Regions from separate parts of the Danio rerio genome. Here region 2 is linked to region 1. A link is a contact called in public Micro-C data. All regions are on one chromosome and are shown on one strand. Each heading gives the region's core, a stretch centred on a gene start, on an enhancer-like site or on the middle of the called end of the contact. The rest is flanking DNA. Distances are from core to core; before and after follow the strand shown.

Region 1 (3,790 bases), core at 453-2,952:
AGTCAGAAAATCTAACACTATGAAAGTCGATACTTACAGGTTTACAGTTTATCAAAATATCTTTATTAGTGTTTAACAGAACTTAAAGGTTTGAAACAAGTAAAGCATGAGTAAATGATGACAGAATTATTAGTTTGGGTCAACTATCCCCTTAATATTTGAAAATGGTAACGTTACTATGTTCATTTTAAAATGTTTATGCTATCAAGTGTTCAAGCATTTGGTGCTGTGATGAACACCACTACCAGTAGTAGTACAACAATCTGAATATTCATAAAACCATTATACACAATATTTTGAAGTGCTCAAAATAAAATCATACATGCTAATTATCAGGATATACTGTTAGGCATGAGCGGGTATAAGATTCTGATGTATGTTAACCTTGGATATTAATATCACGATTTCATGGTATGACGGTATTAAGATTACTGCGCTAAAATATTTTTAAAAGTCTGGGTAAAAAAACAAAAAAACATTTTGCCCCTTTGAACACAATATATTTTATTGTGAGGAACATTTAAAATATTTTGGAGTGGTAAACATGTCAGGCTGAATAATTCAAATGAATAATGGACTTCTGCGGTCTTCATTAGTTTCAAAAACACACACAAAAAAATGTACACGTTAAAACGACATCTTTGGATATCTTTTCTGCTGGAGATACTGTTGTCCTAAAAAAAAAAAAAAAATGTAAATAAAAAAACCTTACTCATACCTTAGGAATGATATTACAAATATTTTGAAGGTTTTAAAACCTTGACTTTTCCAAACTGGGGAATACATTGAACACTGTTATCATCCCATGCCTATATACTGTATTGTAGAATATCAGCATGTCTAGTGGTTACATTAATGGCTATATCTAAATTTAACATTACATTAGAGCAGACTTTCTCTGCAAAAACAAAGTGGGTTCATTGTAATGTAACTTACAGTTTCATAAACGGTATTCTAGTAACTAAACAGGTCTAGTGTTTCTAAAATAAAAATATCACTAAAATGTGAAAAGCTCAATTGCATTTAAACATTTCTGTCATAAAAAGCGAAAATGTTTAAATCTGAAATATTTAGTGCTCTGTGTCTTCATCATTTCTGAAAGCAAATTATGAAGGCTGTTTCTCAAAACCCAGTGTGCTGCCTACACAGACAGTATTTTAAGCATTATATGTAGGTATGGAACATCTAAATGACGGGTTTCCGTGAATGTATTACAGTATGTTAGGAGACCCAACCTGAATTTCAAGCACACTGGCTAACTGATACAAAACAGACAGCTGGCTAACGAGATAGCTTTGCTAAATACACTTAGCCGGCTAAAGAAAGTTTCAACCCGGGTCTATCACAAACAACCGCAAGAAAATCTACAGGAGCCCTCCGGGTGGGCACCAAAACAGCTCCGCGGGTCGTGTTTATTGTCGAAAGTGCAGCGGAGTGCCTCCGCGGGCGGATAAACGCGTCCCGCCGCTAAACTTGAGAAGTGCTGCCGCGTCCTGAGGGCCGCTGTGACTTACGAGCTCACGCTAGACGAGCCAACGGCTGCCGTACAGGAGCATTTAACACCGTAAACACCTGCGCTTCGCCTCGGTGTGCTACCTCTACCAGCTCTCGTGCTGCGGAGGGCGACGGAGAAGAATTTAAAAGGCGCTAATTTACCTGAAAGTTAAAGACCTGCACGGGTAGTGGCATCTCCTCCTCCTCTGCAGAAACAGAGCACACAAACACATCCGGGGCATCAGAGTGCGCGTGGTCGACGACAGGCAGCGCGGAGACGTCACTACCTTGACACTTCGCGAGTCACTGCACGCGCATTTGGCAGCTATATTTTGCCGGTGAAAGGAATAACAAAGTAAAGGATAATGTGAAGGGAAATATTGCATACAAGTTAACTAGTGAGACATGTATTGGAACGTTTCAAATTAAATATTGACTACTCGTGTGAATTATATTGTGATAAAATGTAACAAAATTTCATAAACATATTCATTACATTTATTATTTATGAATTTCATCACAAGAAACCCAAATTCAGCTGTTAAATTGGGTGGATCTGATTTAATGATATATGTGAATGATTACAACATAGTATTCAACTAATGGTTATGATGGGAAAATACGTGGTAGGGGGGTAAATCATTTTTTTATTTTATTTCAGGCCCGTAGCCAGGGGGGTTCTGCTGGTTCGAAAGACCCACCCCTCACTGACAAATGTCCAGAATTTGACCCATATAATTGAGCCAGTGCCATGCCATCATACATGAGAAAATATTGAAGAAGTCTTGGGTATACTCTGTTGGCTATCGCTTCAGCGTGACTCCAGCTAATCAGTTTTGGCCAATGCAAACAATTTTTTTCTACTCTGTTATCCAGCTGTATAAGAGAACATACAACATACCTGTTTTAATTTGTTTTTCACTGGAAAATTTTATATATATACATGAGACCCGATCGAAGAAAAAAAAATCTGTGATTCTATAATTTAGAGTTTTTACATTTTGTTTTTATTTTTAATTTTACAGCATGTCCACTGTAGTTGACAACAGGACTATTTTAGTTCGAAACGACCGCCCTTCAGACAACAAAACTTTTCAGGAATTGGCTGTAAAGGGATATTAATCCAATATTATTGTAACGAAAACAAAACAAAAGCCATTTTTCCCGTTTGTATTAAAATTCCTGAAACAGTTTAGTTGAAAGAGAGCTGAACTCAAAAAAGAAAAAGAAGTGATGTTAATCCAAAACAAATTTAACATAAAAGTGATTTAAAACTGATTGTCATTCTCTAATTGTCTTTAATTCTCTAATTGTCAGATTCTAAATCAGAGTCTCCCTCAATTATTTTATAAAGAATCCTCTCTGCTTCAGTTCTGCCTCCTACAACATGCAGTCATTAATTACATTAAGATGGTCCTGGTGTCCACTATAGTGGACATTTAAAAAAGGATGATATTTTGAAACACAAACAAGTTAACAGTTTTGAAAGCTAATTTTTGTTCCTGACACTTTAATAAACAAATGTATATGTAATAATAACAGAAAAAAAAAACATTTAAAAAGCTAAATTTTACATGCCTCTTTCTTTCCCATAAAATGTGCTTGTTTGGATGTCAGCCATTATGGATGCAGTGTAAGAAGTGGTTCCTAGCATGCCAGCCAATCAAACCAAACGACATATCACTAGAAAGCCCAGGATGTCCTCTGAACAGTACAACAGGACTTGACAGAGTAGCTCAAACAATTCAAAGAAAATTCTTTTAAACGCAATGTCCACTACGAAGGACACAAGTCAATGGGCGGGGTCTCAGGAGGATATATATATATATATATATATATATATATATATATACACAAACACACACACACACACACACACACACACACACACACACACACACACACACACACACACACACACATATATATATATATATATATATATATATATATATATATATATATATATATATATATATATATATTAATGATAAATTATGTTATCAATTTGTATTGTAAAAATATAATAAATTTTTTTATTTAAAAAAAATCTTCATCTAAGTTTATGTTATAATATACTGCCATTTGAGTGAAGTTTGGATATCTTTTGCAGCACTTTATTATGCTTTTCACATAGTTACCCATGACATGAATCAAATACCACCACAACCATACCTTCACAGTGTCTCACACATCCTGGTTTATCTTAAGGCAAACAACAGAAACAGCGACAGTGATTCTATATCTGCCAGTAGTTTAATTTCAGTCTTTACATCAATAAATCACAAACAGTCCT
Region 2 (4,048 bases), core at 655-3,154, 170 kb after region 1:
TGAATATATTTTGGCTGTTGTTGATATCAGGAATTTTTAAATGTACTTTTTTACCAAAGAGACTAGAAAAATTCTGAAGAATTTATAATACCAATAATAATAATAATAATAATAATAATAATAATAATAATAATAATAATTATTATTATTATTATTATTATTATTGTTTTAATTAATATCTTTTATTAATTGTGACTGAGTACAGTTGCATGTGCTGGCCAGTTTGTTTTTTGTCTAATAAATTATAGCAGGCTACAGTTTTGTTTTTTTTAACTTTAAAAGTTTAACAGACTGGTATTTTTTCCTAATGATATTTGTTATAAATTTGTATTTTAAAAATTAGTCTTGTTTTAATTTGTTTTATTGCAATTTTTAGGAAATATTTTTAGTACATCAAAAAGTGTTGTTTTGATGACATCTGATCAGCTAATCCAGCAACAACAACAAAAAAATACAAAAATGCAGTATTTAAATCTCATAGTAAAATAGAAACTGAGGCGTATAACTGCAAATAGGTCCAATTTTTGAGAAAAAAGAACCACCCCTTTCACCAGACTGGCTACAGGCCTGATTCTGCTAAATTTGTGGACATCCAGAGAAACGAAATTTCGTGTCTCGCAGGACAACCGTGCTAACTTTCTTTCTTTCTTTCTTTCTTTCAGTAATACCTTAGTATAATCACTTAGTAGCCTAATATGACAGTTTTCTGATGATTTGTGCTACCTACTCAGAAGCTCAATCTGTCATGTTTATATATATTAAAAAAGAAAACAGGGGGCAGGGGTGCAAAAAAGATAAATATACCAAACTATTTTTCATTAAAGTTGCCATGGTTATTTCACAATTTATTACAAACCATTACTTTAAACTATATAACAGATGCAGTTTAACATTTAAAATTATAACTTATTGCAATAAAAACATGAACAATCATATTTATAATATACAATGGAGTTCAATGCTGAATATACTAGTCAAGCCAAACCTGCCTTTGACTTGATTTGTCCTCATCATCAGGTGACAGTATGTACATTTAAGCTAAATCTGATTAATTCACATCATTTAATTGAAACATTTAATTTAATTTAGTTTTTAAAACAATAAACCAAAAGTATACATTAGATTTGAATTGACATTCTCTAAGCCATCTCTATCATTCTTCCTCTCTTCCTTGGTTACCATGGGCCAACTTTGGCCCACAGGCCCCAGTTTTGGCATCTCTGGGTAAGACCCTGATCCTTTGCTAAACGTCTTTGGAGTATCCCAATTGGACCTCATTTGACAGTCCACGACAGCAAGGTTTTTGCCTTTACCACAATTTTAGCTAGACCTGCCATACTTCTAAAGTGGAAACACACTTTCCCCCCTACAAGAGTGGCGTTTTTTACTGTTTCAGACTTTAAGTTTCTTTTTTAATTAATTATTATCATTATTAGGCTATTATTAACAATAATAATAATATTATAATCATCAAAATTTTTATATTATTATTACATTTTATAATTATCCACCTCCCATCTGTATCCAGTTATTCTCTGATGTACTTATGTGTTTAATGTACTTAATTTGGTATTTATGTATCTATTTTTTGCTAATTGAGTTAATAAATGAGAGGTTAGGGGTAATGGGATTAACAAAGACGACTATATTACTGTTTATCTCTCAATATTTAAGTTGTATTGCCATGCAAAAGACCAATAAAAACGATTGAAATAAAAAACAGGGGTAAATATCGCATCTTGTCAGCTTTAATGCAATCTTAAATGCATAGTTTAATAACTAAGCTGTTTTAATGTTTAACATGGACTGTGTGTTTAGCTAATGTTTTTTATTTAGTTAATATTTTGTTAGTAGCCTTAGCTATAATAAAATAGCCACAAACTAGATCAGTTTGGTTGTGAAATGATCGTCGCACTTCCGCAAAATCACCTCAGCGGGTCAACAAACATCCTGCATGAGCCGCTTTCAGTTCCCCGAGACAGGTGTTGCTCTGTAACCCGGAAATACGACAAACAAACACAACAGGTGAGTGACCGATATATATTTGATCGAAAATACACAGTTTATGAAGTAGAATACAAGTAGATCTGAATGATTGTAGCATACATTTTAGTTTAGTACGTACGAGTCTACAAGAGTGTCATGCGATTTTAGCCTAACAGTAACTGTGGTTATTCAGTGACAACCGGCTTAATAAAGAAAGGATAGTGTATACTTATTTATAAAAGTGAAAATTCGAGCTTATAATGTTTAAGTTTGTCTGAAATAAGAAGTACTATTAGGTAAAATATTGCCGTGACTAAAACTTAGCCGGTAATGCAAGTTCCTGTTTTAGTGATTCAAAATATGTTATTACTAGTTTAAAACAGGGTTATACTACATTATTTTAGTTGTTATTTTTAAGTACCTTTAAGTTTGTTTCTTTTAGACGAACGCTAGAAGAAGAAAAAAAACACATCCAGACTGTGTATTCAGTGTCATTTGCATACTTGTTTCTTGGTAAACAGGTTGGTTTAGTTTGTGGCATCAGTTTTTTTTTTTTTTTCATTTTTCTTGATGTCCGTTTCAAATATCTGTCAACAGTGTTTAATAAGCGGGACCATTCTGACTGAAGTCATGGACAAAAGCATTCAACAGGACTTTGAGAACCAGTTCAATGATGTGGTCTCAAGACTACAATCAAAACAGATGTTTCAGTCAGACTGGGACATTGCCTCATTTGCCATTTTCTTCATCTTCATAGGTTTGTAAAATTAAGCAAAGCAAAGCAAACAACAATAATAATAATATATTATTAAATGATTAAGAATTCCACAATATTAACCATTTCACAGGTATGGTCCTCCTGCTGGTCATCTTGGTCCTCATTCGCTGCTGTTGCTGCTGCTGCTGTGATGAGAAGGTCAGAATGATAACATATCTGTAGATTAATAAAACAATACGGTCATATAACATCTGTGGTGACTGCTACTGTTTCCACATTATAGCCAAGACGACAGAAGGTGGGCATCGACAACATGGGAATGGAGCCATGATCCTTCAGAAACAAAAGGGATTACCTATACAAAATGTCAGATTATGTGACTTCATTTTTTTATATAGCAAAAGTATACCTAATCATTAGTTGTACTTGAAAACGCAGCATAGAAAACACGTTTTCGGTAGATACTTCCTTATAGGAATGATAAAAGCTAAAAACTTTCCCTCCTGTGTAAAAATGTTAATATTTACCCAGGATGTCACAAGACTGAAGCTGTGATGGCCGTTTCAGATATGAGACACTTGTTCAGAAAGATTTTTATAGCCTATATAAATATGCGCATTCATTTTAATACTTTAGTTACTTTGTGGTTAAACAAAATATTGAAGCACTTTTTTTTTCTGGAACCAAAGCAGTCCCTTAAACAGCCTTGTATTGACATATGTTGTCTTTGAAGATTGTTTTTAACTTCAAATTGTTTGTTACTGGTTATCCCAGATAACAACTTTTACTTAATTTAGATTTTGACTGTATTTGTTTCAACATATTTAACACATTACCTAAACCCTTTTCTGAGAATACCTGAGAAAAATTAGCATGTTTTGCTAACATAGAAATTGGAAGTTGGAATGTTTTGAATGCATGACATTATTTGTATGAGATGTAAACTTTGTTAATCAACCATAAATGTTTAAAATATCAATTTCAGTCAAAGTCAATGGGATTTTCATTCATTCATTTTCTTGTTGGCTTAGTCCCTTAATTAATCTGGGGTCGCCACAGCGGAATGATCCGCCAACTTATCCAGCACGTTTTTACGCAGCGGATGCCCTTCCAGCCACAACCCATCTCTGGGAAACATCCATAAACATTCATTTACACACACTCATACACTACAATTTAGTCTACCCAATTGACCTGTACTGCACGTCTTTGGACTGTGTGGGAAACCGGAGCACCCGGAGGAAACCTACGCGAACACAGGGAGAACATGCACACTCCACACAGAAACGCCAACTGAGCAGAGGATCAAACCAGCTACCTTCTTGCTGTGAGGCAACAGCACTA

Evidence for each region. Hi-C and Micro-C count contacts between places; a contact is called where the count stands out from the background.
Region 2: a Micro-C map of caudal fin shows a contact between it and region 1, with 4 times the contacts expected there. The contact joins the promoter of si:ch1073-443f11.2 here to the promoter of gps1 in region 1. A contact is called at or near these places in 2 of 18 Hi-C or Micro-C datasets (caudal fin and an unstated tissue) and 1 of 4 datasets of contacts at active chromatin or transcription factors (embryo).

The regions. Positions count from the first base shown.
Region 1 is chr3:35,103,578-35,107,367 of GRCz12tu, forward strand. It overlaps gps1 (G protein pathway suppressor 1), which reads right to left and starts at 1,703. Exons shown (of 14, transcript NM_001077759.1): 1 at 1,657-1,703. The coding sequence starts at 1,689. It overlaps rac3a (Rac family small GTPase 3a), which reads right to left. Exons shown (of 6, transcript NM_001002754.2): 6 at 3,734-3,790.
Region 2 is chr3:35,272,713-35,276,760 of GRCz12tu, forward strand. si:ch1073-443f11.2 reads left to right here and starts at 1,905. Exons shown (of 4, transcript NM_001271773.2): 1 at 1,905-2,025; 2 at 2,584-2,743; 3 at 2,835-2,902; 4 at 2,988-3,683. The coding sequence starts at 2,617. The coding sequence ends at 3,035.